2 separate regions of the Rattus norvegicus genome follow, and region 2 is linked to region 1. A link is a contact called in public Hi-C data. All regions are on one chromosome and are shown on one strand. The core of a region is the stretch at or near the end of the contact, and the rest is flanking DNA. Distances in the headings are between cores, read along the strand shown.

Region 1 (3,742 bases), core at 424-2,923:
TAGCTGTTTCGGGTCAATGGGTAAAGTTAATAAATTTTTTTTTTCTTTTTTTTCAGAGCTGGGGACCCAGGGCCTTGTGCTTGCTAGGCAAGCGCTCTACCACTGAGCCAAATCCCCAACCCAAGTTAATAAAAATTTTAAATTATGTGTGCGTTTATGTGTGTGTACCCACAGGAAATCAGAAGACAACTTGTGGGATTCTGTTCTCCATTCACAATGTGGGTCTTGGGAGTGAACTCTGGTACTCAGGCCTGAAGCCATTGAGGCATCTTGCTGGCCTGGTGAAGTTTATGAAACAGCCCAGATTATAAAATATCCCTATTGTGTTTACCTGCAAAAGTGTCAAGGCCCAAGCAAATAACTGCCCCAAAGTAAAATTTTATATTCTGTTTAGAAATATAAACCTTTTACATGACCTAGCACTTGAATGGACATAAAATTGTTAATTATCCGCTTTGTTAAGTGAAGTACAATTTTAGAAATTACCTGTTTGACAGTGCAGTAATTAGTTAGCTTCAATATAAATATAGTTTATAACAATCATTTGGATGTCAGGAAGATTTTATTTAAATTATTTTAGTTTTTCTATTAATAGTGTACATTAAACAGACTATCTATCTTTTTTCATAATCAAGAGGGGGAAAAACTTGATTATAAGTAATCAAGAGAATGAATGACTTGCTATTAAAATGCAGTTAGGATGGGGAAAACAAGCTGTCAAAAACAGCTTGTAGCTGCCTTCACCTGGAACTCTCTGTGAACTCAACGTCAGACTTCTGGAAAGAGAACCCCAGATTGGCTGCTTGGTCTTTCCGATGGGTCTGGATAAACCCCTGCCTAGACGATTTAACCAAGAACCAAGATACATGTTGAAGTCCCGGAATCCGCGCTGCAGGTGTGGTGGTGCTCAAAACTCGGCTTTGGAATACCAGGGAACCCTTAAAATTCTACTTCCCACGCAAATGCATCCAGGCCCTCCTCCGCACAACGTTCAAGTATCTACAAATAGATTGATCTGCAAGGTCTCTAGATCCCGTGGATGAGTGGGTAGGGCAAGCCTTCCTTCAGTGCATCAGTTCCCACTTTAATTAAACAAGGCTGCGCCCCGAAGATACCAAAAGATCCCAAACAGCAGCGCCAGCATCAGAGCGACCCCAGCCGGAAGGCCAGTCACCAGGCGCACGTCCTCCCTTTATTCCCACGTTCCTCGAAGGTGACCGGGGCATAAGCAGAATCATAAGGAGGTACAGCCTCGTGTTTCAACTCTCCCAAACCTGGCGGCCCATCTTGAATTTTTCTGAAAGGTGAAAGCGAGCAAATCCAAAGAACTCTGAGGTTCGAACCCAGGCACAAATCACATCCAGAAGCCCGTCCCTCTGACGCCTTGCGAGCGCCAAAGTTATGCAAGGATTTCGGCCAATCAGAGCGAGGGTTCCTCCGCCTTGTTTATTGTGGGCGGAAGTTTGCGAGAAAGTTTCGTACCGGTTGGAAAACGGAAGAACTACGCGGCGCAATAGGGAATTTGAGGCTATAGGTTAAAGTCTCCAAGCCTTGCCCTCAGTTAAAATGGCGACTTCAGTTGCTAATTTACGTGAAATCGGCGGGCTACGGGAGAGGCTTTCCGGGTCAGCCGCAGGGCAAGTCGGGAAATGATTTTAAACTGGAGGGCGTGGCGAGTGTGGAGTTGCGCCTTTGCGAACGGAGGTTTCAAGCCTACTTATGGTCTCAGGAGAGCTCCGGAGAAGGGTCTTGGGGACTCCCGGTCTTTCGTGGGCCGACGCCAGCCTCCGAAGACTGAAGGTCGCAGAGCCGGGCTGCTTGGGAAGCGAACCTGTCTCTCCCAGGGTGAAGTTGCTGGTGCTGCTCGCGCCCGAGGGAAGCTAGGTTCCCTTCAGGGATCCTTATGTCTCTTCTGAACCCACCTGGCATTGCTTCGGCTCTCTCTTAGCCGTCATTTCGGCCGCTTTCTTTCTTCTTCTTAAAAAGCCAAAACCTTTCGTCTCGACGTGGTCTTGGAGCCAAACTTGAAGAATGATTCGTGAATCCGGAATGGACGACAGTGTCATTACGACATAATTTTGGTAAGAGGTTTTGTGCTGTTGTCTTTGCAATGCTTTTGTGTGTTTAGATGGGTACAGACGGAAGTTAACGTTCCAGTGAGCGTTGGTATGGGGGCAGTGGGTTGACTGACTTTTGTGGCAATATTGCAGTGATTAACTCAGGGACTTTCTTCAGGGACTAACCACAAGGAAAACTACCGAGTTTCAGTTGTGTGTTAGGAACTGAGTACAAGAGAATTTGACGAGAGATGTAGTTCTGTGGATACTAGAAAGTTGCTGATAGGGATCGTTTGCCGCAGGCATAAGATTCAAAGGAGGTGCAGACTTGAGAAATACTTAGAACCTTTCCCTCCAGTCAGCTGGCAACGTAGTAGCTTATTTAATGGGGTCGTTTGAGGCGTGAACAGTAGTATCAGATGTGTCCCAGCACTAGAGAGGTTGAGACAAGAGGATTGCCGTGAGTTTTAGGCTAACCTGGGCTAGACAGAGAGACTATCACTCGATGTAAACAAAACACCCCCAAACAAAGGCTTAATATTTGTCAAGTGCGGACAAACACGCCTGGAAAGTAATGTATACTTAGCAATTATTGTCCCGGTTAGCATACTTTAAGGGAAATTCTGTATAAACAGAACTGATGAAGACTCCTATCTAAATAGTAAACAAGTGGGGAGGAGAGTGGGAAGAGGTGGCGGCAGCAGGAAGATGCTGCTTTCTGAAGTAAAGTTCAATTGATGGAAGTTCAATTTTTAACAGAGGGGTTCAGGTAAGTGGGGTGGACCTACATGGCTGCTACAGACAAAAAGAACATGTAAAGAGTCAAAAATAATAAAACGACTAGGAGTTCTTCTACCAAACCCGAGACTGCTCTGATGAGAAGGCCAAGGTGTCCCTAAAGATAAAGAAGCCTTCCAGAAAGTTGGCCTGGGACCTCCACAGGCACAAGTCAAAGGAGCTGCAGCTTTTCCTGAGCCCCACTGAAGGTCTCTCTGTAAGTCCTGGAAGCAGGCAGAAAGCAACGAGAAAGGACAAGACAGAGCCACGAATCTAAATCCAGTGAAGTGCACATTAATGGGAGACTCACCAGGAGTGTGGCCAAGGCTCACATCATGGAAATACTTTATGCCTTTGGGAAAATGAAAAATGCTTTTTTAAATGTTGCATCCCTGTCTGCGGTGCCCTTTATTTTATTTTTTAATACTTCTATCTCTGTGTGATCATGTATTGTGGGGTGGGTACAGTGGTCAGAGGACAAGTTGCAGGAGTCAGTTCTTCCCTCCTGTACGGATTCCAGGATTGGAACTCAGGTTGTCTAACTTGGCTACAAGTTCCTTTAGTGGCTGAGCCATCTCACCAGTTCTGGAGTTTTGAGAATCCAGGTAAAGCTAAGAATAAGAAGGTGCCAAAGCCCACTGAGGAAGAATTAATGGCAGGAGATCACTGCTCCCTAATATAGACAACTGGTTCTTCCAGGTGACTTACCCTCCATAGAGAATGTTGTCACCACACTCCTCTGGCACACCACTTCTGTGGAGGAGGAAATGGCCATGCCCCCTGAGGTACGTGTGTGTGTGTGTGTGTGTGTGTGTGTGTGTGTGTGTGTGTGTGTGTATCTCTTACAGCAGATTGTTGGTCTGGTTGTGTCTATAAAGATGCCCTCTGGTTTTCAGAGTAGAAATCTC
Region 2 (3,443 bases), core at 197-2,696, 140 kb after region 1:
CAGCCAAGCTTAGAGTTTGTCAAATGCCTGACAGTAATTTAATACGTGATGATCGAATGAACCAACATTCCTTCTCAAAGTGTTTTTGAGTGGGCAAAATCTAGATATACTCCATCAATCAGCGACGTTGGGAAATACTCAGCCTCTCTAAGCTTGTCTCTTCCTCTATACAAACGGTCTAATAATACCCCGTTTGTGTAAGGCACTGCAGGCCGTAATGAAGCAATGAGACTTGCTAAACTTGTGAGCTGCAGGTAGCCCAGGGGCTGGCAAGAGCTCCTTATGTACACAGCTCCTCCCACTTCCTTCTGAGTGACAGTTGTTCCCAGAGGGTGTGTGTGTGTGTCTTTATGCCATGCATAGCAAGACTTTCTCCCCGGTCCCAGAGATTTGTTTTTAAGCATTTGCCAGCTCGCCACTGGGTTCAAGACAGGGTGGTTCACAGGTGCTGGTTCAATTCTTCTTTCTTCTAGGAATGGAGGTGTTTGCAGCCAATGTTTGGGCCCCCCTTAAACAGACTGAATGAAAGAGAGCGGAGGGTAAAGAGGCAAGACAGGATTGCAGAAAGCATATTAGCCTCATTTGCACATTAGAAGACTCCCAGCCCAGACACACCAGTTTTCAAGTGGGGATGGGGTTGTCCCGTAATTAACAATACAAGTTCCTTATTTTCATTTATCATTATAACCAAAATGTCCTGTCAGTTTGGCTCAAGTCATTGAAACAAACATTTGACAAAAATGTGTTTAAAACCCAGCAAGAATATATATGATATATATATCAAGAACACATATATCAAGAATATATATACATATATATATGAATGATATATGTGACAAAAAAGAACTGGGATGTACTCATTATAAAAGAAACTGTAAGTAAGAGTTTGACAACGGTTGTCCCCTATCAAAACATTTACAGAACTGTTGGTCTTACTCGATTTGGTTGTTTAAATTTGTTAGGTAAGTAGAGTCCAAAGTGAAGTTAAGTGACTAGATAAATGAAAAGAATCATGAAATCTTCTTCCCCGAGTGTTAACAAGCATCGCCAAGCAGTAGAACCAGTGGGTTAAAATCAATACCGTAGCCACAGCAGTGGCCATCCGCTGCCACGCAAATGTGCCGAGTCATATATCATCTCACTTAATGTACCTGAGATGCTATTCGCCTCCTTTAACACCTGCTTTGCAGACTCGGGGACATTCATGGAGAAAATGGAGGTCACATTCCACAAGCAGTGCTGGGCCCTGTTTCAAAGCTCGTCCACTGCTTGCTTGGATGTTCTTTCTCTTCCTTTCTGTCTACCGTTACCCTGGGCTCTGCAGCCCAGCACCTTTAGTGTTTTCACATTTGAACATACTCCCTAGACTATGCTTCAACATTTAGAGCCCAGTGAATTGCCACGTTAGTCAGGGAGGGGAGGGCAAAAGCTCCAGGAAGCAGTGAGCTCGAATGGTCAGCAGCTCCTGGCTCATGCTGCACCATGACCCAGAGGAGCTGAGCAGAGGCTGCATAATTCCTTTTCCCACTCGCCCAAACCTCAGTAATGATGTAGGATTGGCAAACGGCGTCAAATCTGCTCTTAGCTAAAAACAGCTTTATGAAAAGAGCAGACTAAAAGAATAATACCTCGAGGAGATGAAGATTATATGAAGTCTAAAGTATTTTATTGGCTAGCCATTTGTTTGCGTATTATCTCTGGCTTCTTGCAGAATACTAGCTGACAGAGTAGCTGTCAAAGGCCCCATGGCTCACAAAGGCTAGATATTTATTATATCGCTCATTTCAGAAGAAGCATTGCTATTCCCTGAGCCACGGTATTGAAGCATCTTTCTAAATAAGAATCGCTACTTTCAACTTTCCTACTGATTCTTCACTCAGACCACACCAGTGTGCAGATTTAATTACATTTAATTTTAACTCACTTTCTTCTCTCCCCAGTGGAATATTTTGGAATGTCGGGCATTGTTGCTTTGGTCACAGTAGGCCTGAATTTGGATTCTTTAAGCTTTAAACCGAGGATGGAGTTCATAATTACTAAGTGAGTTTCCCCGATGTGTATCCAGTATGGATTTCAAAGAATTTCAGTACTTAGCCAGCCTTGTCTCTGAGGAGGCGAGTACAATTCTAGTTATTTATATACGTCATCTTTAAGGTTTTAATGTGCCATCAGTGATCAGCATTACTGACAGTCACTCTGGGGAAAGACTCAGTGGTCCAGAGACCATAGTGCGTCCCTCTGGTAGACTTATACTATGGATTGTCAGTTTTTTCCCTTTACATCCACACTTGGGTGACACCATCGTAATGTGTGAAGGAAGAAGGAAGTCAGAGATGCATCACTAGCGAAATTCTTACCTACCCTTCTCACCTGGTGTTAAAAAGATGCCATGTGGATGGGGGTGGGGGTAGGGGTAGGGATAGGGGTAGTTGTGGGTGTGGGTGTTGGGGTGGGGTAGGTGGTGGAACAGTGCCTTCTCAGACGAATGGATTAGGCCTCCTCTCAGAAACCATGCAAAATCACAGACACTAAATTGAAATCTGTCAAAGAAATCCTCATATCAATTGAAAGCAGCTGTGAACTATAAGCCTCCACTCTGACTTTTCCCATGGAAATTCATTCAGTGTAAAGGCTGTTCTGAAAAGACGTCCTTCCTATTTTATTTTAAGACTTTAAATTATCCCATAAAAGATAAATACTGTTGATGGAGGATGGCATTTTTTTTTTTTTTGGTTTTGCAAAATGAAACAAAATTTGCACCTATAACCTGTTCCTTTAATGTGTTTGTGAATGAAGCTTGGAAATACTGGTTTGTATGGCTTACAGATCAGTGTTGCAACTGCACTTGGCTGTCTTTTGAGGAGACAGGTTTTGGGGAAGCCCCAAGAGAGGGAGGGAATGAAGAGGAGGCAGGGCTTGAGATCTGCCTGTAGATGAAGGATCTGGCCCCGACTCATGCAAGCCAGCATGTAGAGAGCATCATAGATTTTCCCAGAAGCAATCCAAGAAAAATTTATTGCTTTCCCTTGCTCTACTGTGCCAGTGCAGCATTGCAGGGACGCAGACGAGGTCATGCCTAACCAGAGTGGTCAGATGGAGAACATTGGAGAAGAACCGGGTTTCCAAGACTTGTAGGCATTCAGCAGATTGGAAAGCAGCCAAAAGAGACTTTCCAAAGTAGGGGGAGGAGCATGTGCAAGTCACAGCAGGAGAAGTGGCAAGGAAGCAATGGGGCATTGTCACCTGTCATCTGAAGGGGCATTGTCACCTGTCATCTGAAGGCACCAGGTGCTTCTTTGCAACCTCCCTTGCTTTGGACTTTTCAGCGGCATCTCCAATACTAGATAAACCACTGGCTAATCCCAGAGAAATGGGTACATCACCAGATTCGGGGGAGGGGGCTTTATTTCTCTGCTTCTCTTTCTGTTGTTTTGTGCGAGGCA

The links. A called contact is a pair of places that touch in the nucleus more often than the background predicts.
Region 2: a Hi-C map of the A7r5 cell line shows a contact between it and region 1, with 2.5 times the contacts expected there. The contact joins the enhancer-like site here to the promoter of Cenpl in region 1. A contact is called at or near these places in 5 of 12 Hi-C or Micro-C datasets (the A7r5 cell line, frontal cortex, hepatocytes and 2 more).

Annotation. Positions count from the first base shown.
Region 1 is chr13:75,868,930-75,872,671 of GRCr8, forward strand. Cenpl (centromere protein L) reads left to right here and starts at 1,674. Exons shown (of 5, transcript NM_001244761.1): 1 at 1,674-2,081. Dars2 (aspartyl-tRNA synthetase 2 (mitochondrial)) reads right to left here and starts at 975. Exons shown (of 17, transcript NM_001034143.1): 1 at 745-975. The coding sequence starts at 868.
Region 2 is chr13:76,008,470-76,011,912 of GRCr8, forward strand. Slc9c2 (solute carrier family 9, member C2 (putative)) reads left to right here. Exons shown (of 29, transcript NM_001402392.1): 8 at 1,941-2,040. Among named protein-coding and RNA genes, the nearest start is that of Slc9c2, 25 kb to the left of the region's middle. Within about 2 kb of position 1,447, at least 2 of the 93 cell types and tissues checked have an H3K27ac peak or open chromatin away from gene starts, as enhancers often do. A contact at or near this core is called in the A7r5 cell line, where this site is marked.